Linked DNA regions of Zea mays: region 1 is linked to region 2. The links are chromatin contacts, called in public Hi-C maps. All regions are on one chromosome and are shown on one strand. Each heading gives the region's core, a stretch centred on a gene start, on an enhancer-like site or on the middle of the called end of the contact. The rest is flanking DNA. Distances are from core to core; before and after follow the strand shown. Region 1 holds the start of LOC100279118. Region 2 holds the start of LOC100282936 (RING-H2 finger protein ATL2C).

What was found. Hi-C and Micro-C count contacts between places; a contact is called where the count stands out from the background.
Region 1: a contact with region 2 is called in a Hi-C map of leaf, with 7 times the contacts expected there. The contact joins the promoter of LOC100279118 here to the promoter of LOC100282936 in region 2. A contact is called at or near these places in 2 of 25 Hi-C or Micro-C datasets (leaf and tassel).

Annotation. Positions count from the first base shown.
Region 1 is chr5:221,671,728-221,676,595 of Zm-B73-REFERENCE-NAM-5.0, forward strand. LOC100279118 reads right to left here and starts at 1,658. Exons shown (of 11, transcript NM_001152159.1): 1 at 1,326-1,658; 2 at 1,138-1,211; 3 at 743-816; 4 at 528-637; 5 at 17-108. The coding sequence starts at 1,384.
Region 2 is chr5:221,446,305-221,451,692 of Zm-B73-REFERENCE-NAM-5.0, forward strand. It overlaps LOC100282936 (RING-H2 finger protein ATL2C), which reads right to left and starts at 1,847. Exons shown (of 1, transcript NM_001155841.2): 1 at 138-1,847. The coding sequence starts at 1,599. The coding sequence ends at 280.

The DNA.
Region 1 (4,868 bases), core at 408-2,907, 230 kb after region 2:
GCAGGAGGATCCTTACCTTTTGTATTGGGTACCGTTTCAATTTCGTCCAATATAGTAGTGCTATTTAGATCATAAACAAAAGTCCTATCCTGCAATACAACAACAAGCCTGCACATAATGTGGTTACTACTCTATTCAAAAGAACACATCAACACATCAACTAAAGTGAGCACTACAGCACAATATTTGTGGATCCTGACTGGGACTAGATTGCATGCATCAATTAACAAAACATAAGTATAAGCCACAACAGAAACTGACATATCAAGTGCACATGTGATTTTGATGCACCTGATGCACATATTAAATCGTGACCATCCATTTTAGATCCAACGTCCTCCCACACATACCCCTTCGTGCACGGAGTAGAGGGGAAGTGATGGAGGATGTTCTTTGCAAAATATATAGGACAACAAAGGAGGTGTGGAAAAACGTTAGATCTAAGATTGATAGTCGTGGATAATATGTGCACCAAAGGCTCATATGCACCTGATATGTTCCCTAAATATATTGAAGTAGTAGCTAACCTCTTCCTACTTAACCGAACAGCCAAAATTGAAGTCTTAAAGTTCAGATCTCTCTTTGATGCTCCTGTTTTGGTATTGAACAGGCACAAACGACGAGGAGACATTGCAGGCTGCAACAAAGGGAAGAATTTGAGCTCACGACAATCAACAAATTAACTCGACTAACCTATGCAAGTTCAACAAGTCAGGGGCAATCAATCTACATAATGAGGTACCTGTTCACCGGTTCCGACAATGGCAAGTAGGTTTGTGCCAAATAGCATTTCCACAATGTTGAATCCCCCAAGACCTGCAAACATGCAGAGGTTCATAAAGCCTATGCATCTTATAGTAGAAGTACTATTACAGAATAGCTTTCTCCACAGTAGGATGACCACTTTCTTTGTTTTCGAGAACAGTAGAATGACAATTGTCGCCCTTTCAGAAACAAATTGTAAGCGTTGTTTCACTTGATCCTGCTAGACCCTAATGTATTATCGTTTCAGAATTCCAAAACGCTATTTATATCCCATATACTCTCGTAACAACGTAGTGCTGATTTTATTGTTGCATACACCCTAATTGGATATTTCCACAAGATCTAAAAAGAACCTCTGAAGAAAAATCTCACTCTTTTCGTAGCAGAGCCTCCCATTACGAGCGTCAAAGATCTTGAACCCATCCTTGGTCCCGACAGAAAACATGCTGCAATAATCAAACACCGAGAAACTAGAATCAACGCTCCTCCCGCTCCTAATTCACCATCCCCGCCACCGTAACAACCAGTCACCACGGGACAGATACTCTCAGCGCACGCACCTGTTGTCCTGATTGAAGGAGGCGCAGATGACCTGTGACGGAGACGAGCTGCTCGCCATCGCCGGCGCGGTGAGAATCGGGCCCTCTCGCCGGCGCACCCGCTCGTCTCTGTAACCAAATTATTCGGTGTCGCCTGACTGCTTGGGGCCGCGGGCGTACCGTAGGTGGGTGCCGTCGAAGCAAAGCTAGGGTTCGGCGCTGACAAGCAAATCGATCCCAAGTTCGGAAGGACCTCCACGCCACGCAAGTCCGATACCACCAGACGTCGGGAGGACGAGGACGACGACGACGATGACTACGCGAGTAGGGAGGTGAGGTCCTGTATGGAATCGTGTTCGTTTATTTCCCGGGGGCCGGGGCAAAAAAGACGGCAATGGATTGTTGGACTTGACATGACATGTGCGTGGGTCCAACCCGGCCTGGCTTTTGGGCCAGCGCGGCCCGACATAGTGAGGCCCAAAATTTTAAAAAGCACAGTTGCAGGCCCACGGAACCAGTGGTTATGAATAAGGAAACAAAGATAGTAAATTTTACCTCCTTAAATTGTCACCGTATCCAATATCCAAATTCAGGTACTCTATTCCTATAAAGCACCAATTTATGCTCTTTTCATCTATCGTCTGTCATGCGCTCTGTTCCTCTCCCTCGTGTATCGTATCGCAGATAAAAGGTTACATGCATTTCCATGCATGTGATCGGATAAGAACAAGAAAAAAAATGTTTACATGCATTTCCATGCAGCTAAAAGGTTACATGCATTTCCTTGGAGAAAGTATAATAAGACTAAATGCTGAGGCAGAGGAGAGAGAGAGGAGATGTTGGTCGTAAACTTTTAGTCATCTTTGACACAAGAACAAAGAAGATTTGTGAAGAGACAAGTGAAGTTCTGCATTAATATCGAAGAGCTAACTACTACATGAATAAGCTAAATGGTAGGCTGCAAAGGTGATTACAACTAGCAGTTGACTCTATTATTAAACTTCCTCTTAGGCGCAACAGTAGTTGGAAAGTTTTTTTTGTGCTGCCCAGATGCAAACTAAAATCCATGCATCCTCTCTCAACCTGGAAGGTGGGCCTAAAAAAGATGATCTACCATCCACCTGTCAGCTCAAGTTATTGGGTTTAGGAAACAGGGACCTACGTGGAGATGTGTGCTGGACGGGCGGGCCTCCCACCTGTCACGCCGCAGGCGGAACGGTGCGAAACGACGCACGCTTTTGCTGTGCGCCTGGCGGTCAGCGCGAGCGTGACTGCGTTTTCGTTTGCGTTAGACGACGATCATCGCTGGAAATTTGGTATTCTCTCACGTTGAAGGAAAATGGATTGGAGGGAGTATGTAGATAAATTTTCAAAGCGTTAGACGGCTGTCTTTGCTGGAAATTTGGTATTCTCTCACGTTGAAGATAAAGTTTTTTGTTGTATATTGTGATTTTAATTTGAAATCAAGCTTGGTCAAACCGTGGCCGAAATTTGGCCTGGCCACTAATGGCCATGAACCAAGCGTAGTTTGCCGATTACCCCGTCCCGACGGTACGACTTTCTCTAATCGCTCGGTCTACTGCTACTTACTGTCCCTGCAACCTGCATCTGATGACTCCAGGCCGGCCCAACACCAGCAGCGACCGCGACCAGGCTCCTCCTCCTCCTCCAGCCACGGGCAAGAGGCCGCGCGCATGCTCGCTCCTGTTCCCGGTAATCCGGCCCAGTACCTTGGTACCGCACCCAGTGCCGGTCCTGACATTTTAGAGGCCCAGGACAAGATTTATAAAAGAGGCCTTTTATAATAATTATTATTACACATAAATATAATATGTATATATACACATATATATATTGTCGATAAAATATTTATATATATATATCTGAAAAAGTTATTTATATTAAATAAAAGTATTAAAATATAGCCTAATATCTCACAGAAAAATGTGACATATATGTTTTCTGATGACTCAAAAGAAGGTTACTTCGAACAACAATTAAATGGATGCAATGTATTGTCAGATCAACCGATCGCTTGTCTATCTACAACTGTGCGAGAGATAGAGATGAAACGTCAAACATAGTTGTCTCGAAATCAAGATTGATAGGTTATGCATAACTTTACTTGCTTGTTGTTGTCGTGTTCTTGACTTATAATTAGACCTTTAAAATTTTTATAGAAGTAGCATGTATACCTATATAATGTATGCTATATATTAATATATAATATATACCGATATCTATTACATAGGTGAGGCCCCACTGATCTGGGGGCCCTGGTCGGGGGCACTGCTCGACCCCCGCCAGGGCCGGCGCTGACCGCACCGTACCTGTAATCTCTATCTCTAGTTCTCTACTACATATTAAGTCAATAGTGTAGACTGTGACACTACCATAACTTCACCCTCCCTTGTCTCGCTCTCTGCGCACGCACAAACCACCCTTCCGCCCCATATAGGAGCCGATACTGTGCCCCCCCCCCCCCCGTCCTGCCCGCACGCTTCCCTAACCCCTCGTGGACTAGGCTTCCCCTGCACGACGAGGCCACGACAATGGTTGCCCCCGCACGACGAGGCTGCGGCGTGGGCGAAGGAGGCGGCGTGACCTACAGTCCAAGGCCTCACATCCACATACATGCGTCATCTAATTGATTAATCTATAGCCTGGTCGCGCTGTGCTGCTACTGCTTGATCGACGAGTGCTGCTGCGACCCGTCTGTCATCTTCGTCAGCTAGACGAAGCATCCGAGTACAACTCTAAACATACGAACATTTTAATAACGAGAGCATATAACGATAAATAGTGCTTCTACATTAATGTATGTTATCAATACTTATTGACTCAGTGACAAAGCACGGACATACATCTAGTAGTTAATAATAAAAATAAATAATTACCTTATTAAACGATCATTTATTATATAAATGTATTTATTTTTTATGTACATATAATAAGTTATTACAATCTGACAATATATATAAGTGATAGAACATAAAGTAGAGGAACAAACGGAACGTAAAGGAAAACGAAGCTAGTCAGGTAGATGCTCCCGAGGACAAAAAAAAAAGGGGCATAGTTGTCAAGTTTAATCTTCCCAAGTTTTATCTTACGTAGTAGTAGAGCGAGAGCGGTCCAATTAAGGGCACGCACAGTTGCAGCAGGTGCAGGGCTCCAGTAGCCGCGGCGGGTACGCTCGCAGTCGCAGGGCGCCGCGCCTAGTTCTGCTGCCCGGCCCGGGTCATGAACCAACCAGCCAGGCCAGCCGGCCAGGCCCCCCGACGTACGCTTTGCTTCGGTGTGCCACGTGAGAGCTGAGCTCGCTGCCTCGCTGCATGTTTCGGGCTCCCAACGTCTAAGCCTGGCTACAGTTACATGCACACGTACCGCAGAGGTTTCGATCTACAATAATACGGGCAGGTTTATTTTATTTTCTGAAAACATATATAGCGGTGGCGTGTTTGCTGTAGCATTGCTCCTGTGCTACTGCTGCTGCAGCAGCTACAACTGAGAGAGGAAATCATACCATAGCTCTTGCAGGGTGCAGAAAAGGGGTAGAGAGAAGAA
Region 2 (5,388 bases), core at 597-3,096:
GAATCTCTGAGCAGCAACGCCCACTAGCTGTTTCAGAAGCTGTTGTTAGTTGCGGTTTAGGACCTGCAGATGTTCGTCATTTGTCCAGTTCACCGCTGCTCGCCATTGCCACTTGTTTTCAAACGAAGCAGGAAGAAAGAAAGAATTTTTCAGAGCTTTCGGGTTCTGCAAATCTCTAGCTATTGCAACCGCTACTCGCTACTACCAATCTGCCGAAAGAGCACAAAAGAATTTCTCTGCTTTCTTTTTTTTAATCTTCGAGCAACCGTGCGCTGCTGATCACGAACAGCTCCCGACTCGGCTCTGCTGCCGGCCTCCGACGACCCAGAGCAGGGTCCTCCGCGCGAAGGACGGCCTCTCCTCCGCCAGCGACGACACGCTGCCGCAGCTCCCGGCCTCCACGTCCCACTCAGCCTCGCTCCCGCTCCTCCTGTCCTTGCCTTCTCCCTCGTCCCTGCCGCTCACCGGCCACCGGAACGACACGGCGCGCCTCTCGCCGGCGGGATCCTTCTTGGTCGGCGGCACCATCCAGGTCTTCGACACGGAGAAGCTGTCCTTGGCGAGCTTCGCCATGGTCGCGTCGGCCTGCTGCTGCTGCTTGTGCGCCGTTGCTGGGAATGGCAGGCGGAGCGAGGTCTCCCCGCGCTTGGACGCGCCGAACTCGCACTCCGACATGGCGCCGCGGCGGCGCGACTTGGAGGCCGCGGGCTTCTTCTTGGGCGGCTTGATCGCCACGCGGAGCGAGGCGTGGTCGTCCATGACGTACTCGTAGGACCCCATGGAGTGGCACCGTCTCTGCCCGAGACCGAGACCTTCCTTGGCACTGGCGTCGACGTCGACGTCGCCGTCGCCGCTGGTGCCTGCTCCGTCCGCCGCCTTGGCGTTGGCGTTGGCGGTGCTGCCTTCGACGCACATGAACTTCCCCAGCTTCACCTCGACCACCTCGTCCGCTCCTTGGTCCCGCGGCAGCGTGGCCCCGGGCCCGGCGCTGGGCTCGGCGTCGGTGGCCCGAGCAGCGGACGCGGCCATGTCGCGGGCGCTCTCGGACTCGAGCACCATCACGACGGGGCTGCACGTGGGCGAGAGGTCGGCGAGGAGGCTCCGGCGGCAGAGCGGGCAGGTGGAGTGGGACAGCAGCCACGTGTCGATGCACTCGAGGTGGAACGCGTGGCTGCACTTGGGCAGCAGGCGGAGCTGGTCGTCGGGCGCGAACTCGCACAGGCACACGGCGCAGTCGAACGGGTCCTTGCCGCCCGGCGCGGCCCCGACGACGTTGCGGTAGAGGAAGACCGGGAGCGCGTCGATGAAGGCCTGGTCCACGCCGGCGTCGTGCAGGTGGAAGAGCTGCTGCAGCTGGCCCTGGAACGCCGTGACGCTGTCCGCGTCCTCCCGCGCGCGGCGGCGCCGGCGCCGCAGCCGCAGCAGGTGGCGCACCAGCAGGTGCAGCAGGCCGCAGACGAAGAAGACGATCGCCAGGATGGCCACGACGAAGACGATGCTGGGGCTTATCTTGGCCTCCACGTTGTCGAGCGCCGACGCAGCGGGCGCCGGTGGCGGCGGCGGCGGAGGCATCGGCAACGAAGAATTGGCGCCGCTCATTAATTAACCCTATGTATATACAGCCTGGATCAACCAGTCAGTCGCACAGCTCGCCAAGGTGAAAGAAGATCACAGGGGAGACGCTTCGCATTTGCTTGACGGCAAATCGGAACGATGGAACGGGAAGGAATGAAATCCTTCCTTTTGGGGGAACAAACAAAGGCTACGATTTGGGGAAGGATCTTGGCATGGCCATCGTGGAGGAGGAAGAGGAGGAGGTGTCCTCGAATTCTTGGACCTTTTTTCGGTGGTCGGGGGCAGGTGGTGGTGTGGTGGAGTGGATGGCGACGCAACAAAAGAAAGAGCACTAGTGGACTAGTCCTGGCTCTCCAAGTACTTGCAGTTGCTGTGCAGGTTGGAAGGGGAGAGGGAAGGGAAGCTTTGTGTGAGAAGCCACAGCGGGGGATACAATTAGGACTAGAGATTGGCAGCGTTTAGGTGTGGTGTGGGTTAGCAGCGGAGCGCCGCCCTGACCTGTGACCTGCGCGAGTGTGGGCCACTCTGCTGAGGTCAGACGAAACAAACAATTCGTGCTGATGTTCGTTGATGTGTTGAGAATTGAGATCGACTCCCCCTCCTACCTTTTTTTTTAATTAGGGTTGGGAAGGGGGCCTGGTTTGGTTTTGTCGGTGTTTTTACCTTCTTGTTTTCTGCTGGTTCTCCTCTTTCCTTGGTGTTGATGGATCCGGACCCTAGTATAGTAGATAGTTTAAGAGGCTTGTTATCATATAACCGCGTTGACTTTGCAGAGTTAGAAGAAAAAAAGAGATGACGTGGTCGATTCTCGCTGAGCGCAGTGTACGTGCACCGTGCGCTAGATACGGCGGCCTCCCTCCCTCTCGCTGCTAGCGTAGCGTAGCCGTGTTCGTGCGTAGCACCTCTCCTGCACTGCACCTGTTTGGGTCGCGTCGCATTGACCGGCAACCGCTACCGGTGCTGTGCAGCGTTGGGTTGGGACGGCATGGAGTCACGAGGCCGGGGGGCACAGAGCGGCGATCCGTTCCTGCCGTCGTGACGATCCACCACCTATCTATCCATCGACCGTTTCGAACGGCACGCAAGCTGCCGGATCTGCAAGAAATGCAGGCGGACACGTGGGCCAGGGCCGGTCTGGTTGGCACGGAGAGCAGCACGCCTGTGAAATTTCCATGGCAGCTTCTGTGATGTCCTCGCTCTGGGAATGAGATCAGGGAGGGGTCCCCTAGGCGAGCAGGGATCGAAGATAGAGATAGGGGTGGGCATAGTTAACCACCAGGGGCCATATAAAACAAAGATGCCCCCAAAAGTTACTGGAATTCTTCTTTTCTTTTTATAACCGAGTTCTAAAGCTCAACAGTGGCCCAGCAGTTGTTGCCAACTCGAGCTCATTTAACACAGCGGTAGCACACCGAGGGCAGAAATCATCATAAGTTTAGACATTGTGAACGAGAAACCATTATTCATCACAATGCAACTTTTTCGTACCTGTTGTTCAGATAATAATAAAACACGAGGCAAATTTATTCGCAATAGTGCGCTTCTCTCCCGTCTCTGGATCCTCTGTGCAAGCCCTAGCCACTCTAGCTCGCTCACTATTCATCATCGTCGTCGCAGCTGCAGTGTCTCTCGTCAATCATCATCTCTGTCCATATCCGATCCGTCACCCGTTAGAGAACAGCAGTAGTTAACGTCGTCTGCGGCTAGCGCCAAGGAGGCTAGTGGATCGATCTGACGGACCTGCTCTGCCGTCCGTGAGTCTCGATGGAGCGGAGGGCGTTTCACGGACCGGATCGTCCGCCGGAGCTGCTGGGGCGCATATCGTCGTCGATCGTCCGCCCTCTTCGCTTGTCATCTTCCCGTCCGACCTCCCGTAGAGCACGGTTTACAAAGGGAGCGGAGGAGGGAGCCGATGGTCCCCAATCCCTAGGCGCGGCTTTCAGATCCGCATGCTTCTTTTTTGCACCGGTGGGTGGACTTGACCACCGGCTGACGGGCGACGGTGATTTGCTCAGGATTTTACTGCTACCACTGTACTGCTCAGTGATTTGACTTGGCCAGATTCCAGAAACCTTTTTGCCGCGTCAGGCCCCAAAAGCGTCCATCAATCCCCTGCTCGTGCAGCAAGAGAAGACACGCGCAAGCGGAGCGGAGCCAACCTCCTGCTCTCTGCCTCGTGATACTCTCTGCTGGGTGCTGGGTGCTGGCTGGCTGGACAGAGGCCCAAAGCTTGCGGCGAGCCAGCCAACTGTGCCGCCGCGGGTCAAAGCTTGGACAGGTTCAGAAAGGGAAAACGAAGATCGCAGAAAAGTTACAGCGCCACAGCACCGATACGTAGAGCCGTCGAGTAAAAAAAAGCGCACAACAGCTCCGCCGACCGGACTCCAGCTGAGCTGGCGCACAGTCGCAGTCGCAGCCAAGTTTAGCTCTAAAATCGTGCCGCCACCTGGAATGCAAGTGCAAGTGCAAGAGCCATGGCCATGCAGAGTACGGAGGTCAGCTCTCTTCTATGCTCCGTGCTCGCTCGGACTCGGATTATGGGGCGGGTGGGTGTTTGACATCGGAGATGCCACACCCTGCAAAGATGGGGCCGACGGCCTGGAACCGAGGCCATCGATCCGCTCCTCCATTCACCTTCCAAAGTCTTCTGTTCTTGCCTCGGGTTCACGGCCACCCCCGTGCCCGTCCATGGGGTCTCGTCTCGGGGGCCGGCCCGGGAGCCCTGCTCGCTGCGCTGCGTGTGTAGCGCCCCGCGCATCCACCTTAATTGTCGCTGCTGATGACGACGAGCAGTAATGCGGGAGTTTAATTGCCTCGGGATTCTCCACTTCTTCGTTCAAACCGTCATTTTCTCTAGTAGTATACAGCATATCACTACTCTTTCACAGGGCAAAAAAAAAGTACAGTACTACCGTTTTATCTACAAGTCCATTTCAAAGTCGAAACCTAATCTTTCACGGATGCTCTCTCAGGATCTTATAACCTCATTTTTTTTAAAAAAGGTAGTACTACAGCATATCACTAGTTCCGTAGTTCGCAGGGCAAAAAAAGGTAGTACGTGCCGTTTTATCTACAAGTCCATTTCAAAGTCGAAACCTAATCTTTCACAGATGCTCTCAGGAACTTATAACCTCATTTTTTTTAAAAAAAGGTAGTAGGCACAAATCAAATTCGATTTGATGCTCGTGCCGTGCCCGCTGGCCGGTTCATAGTATTTCGCGGCCGGCCGGCCGGCCAGTACAATGCACAGGAGGAGTGATTAGCCGTGGAGCCCCCCCCCTGAATTTGTTTGCTCGTGATATCGGTATCGGGAGAAATAATTGGATTAGGTGGCCTAATAATACATGCCTCGCGAGCGAGCTGCTAACCTTGTTCTCTTGTGCGTATTGGCCGACCGAACAACTTTGCTTGCCATCGTCTGATTGAGAATGACAGTTCCGACGACAGATCGCAATCGCATGCAGCCAGAGCAGAGCTGGCTGACGAGCTAGGTGAGCATCGACACGGACGGATGTAGGTGGGAAATGTTTTCTCTCAACTTAATTCCAAAAATAAATCCAGGTAGTATGTGAATATGCACAAACAAACCAATCCAATACGAAATCAAATTAAATGAAAACTGCTAAAGGCCTTGGGGTGGGGGGGGGGGGGGGCTTGAACAGGAATACCGCAGATTCGCTTGGCACCATTAAGGCTATGTTCGTTTGATTCCAAAACTACAGGAATTAAGATAAATTGGAAGGGATTAGAAAGGATTTTGATTTGTAGAAGATTTAATCCCCTAGATCGGCACAAAACGAACAGGGCCTAATG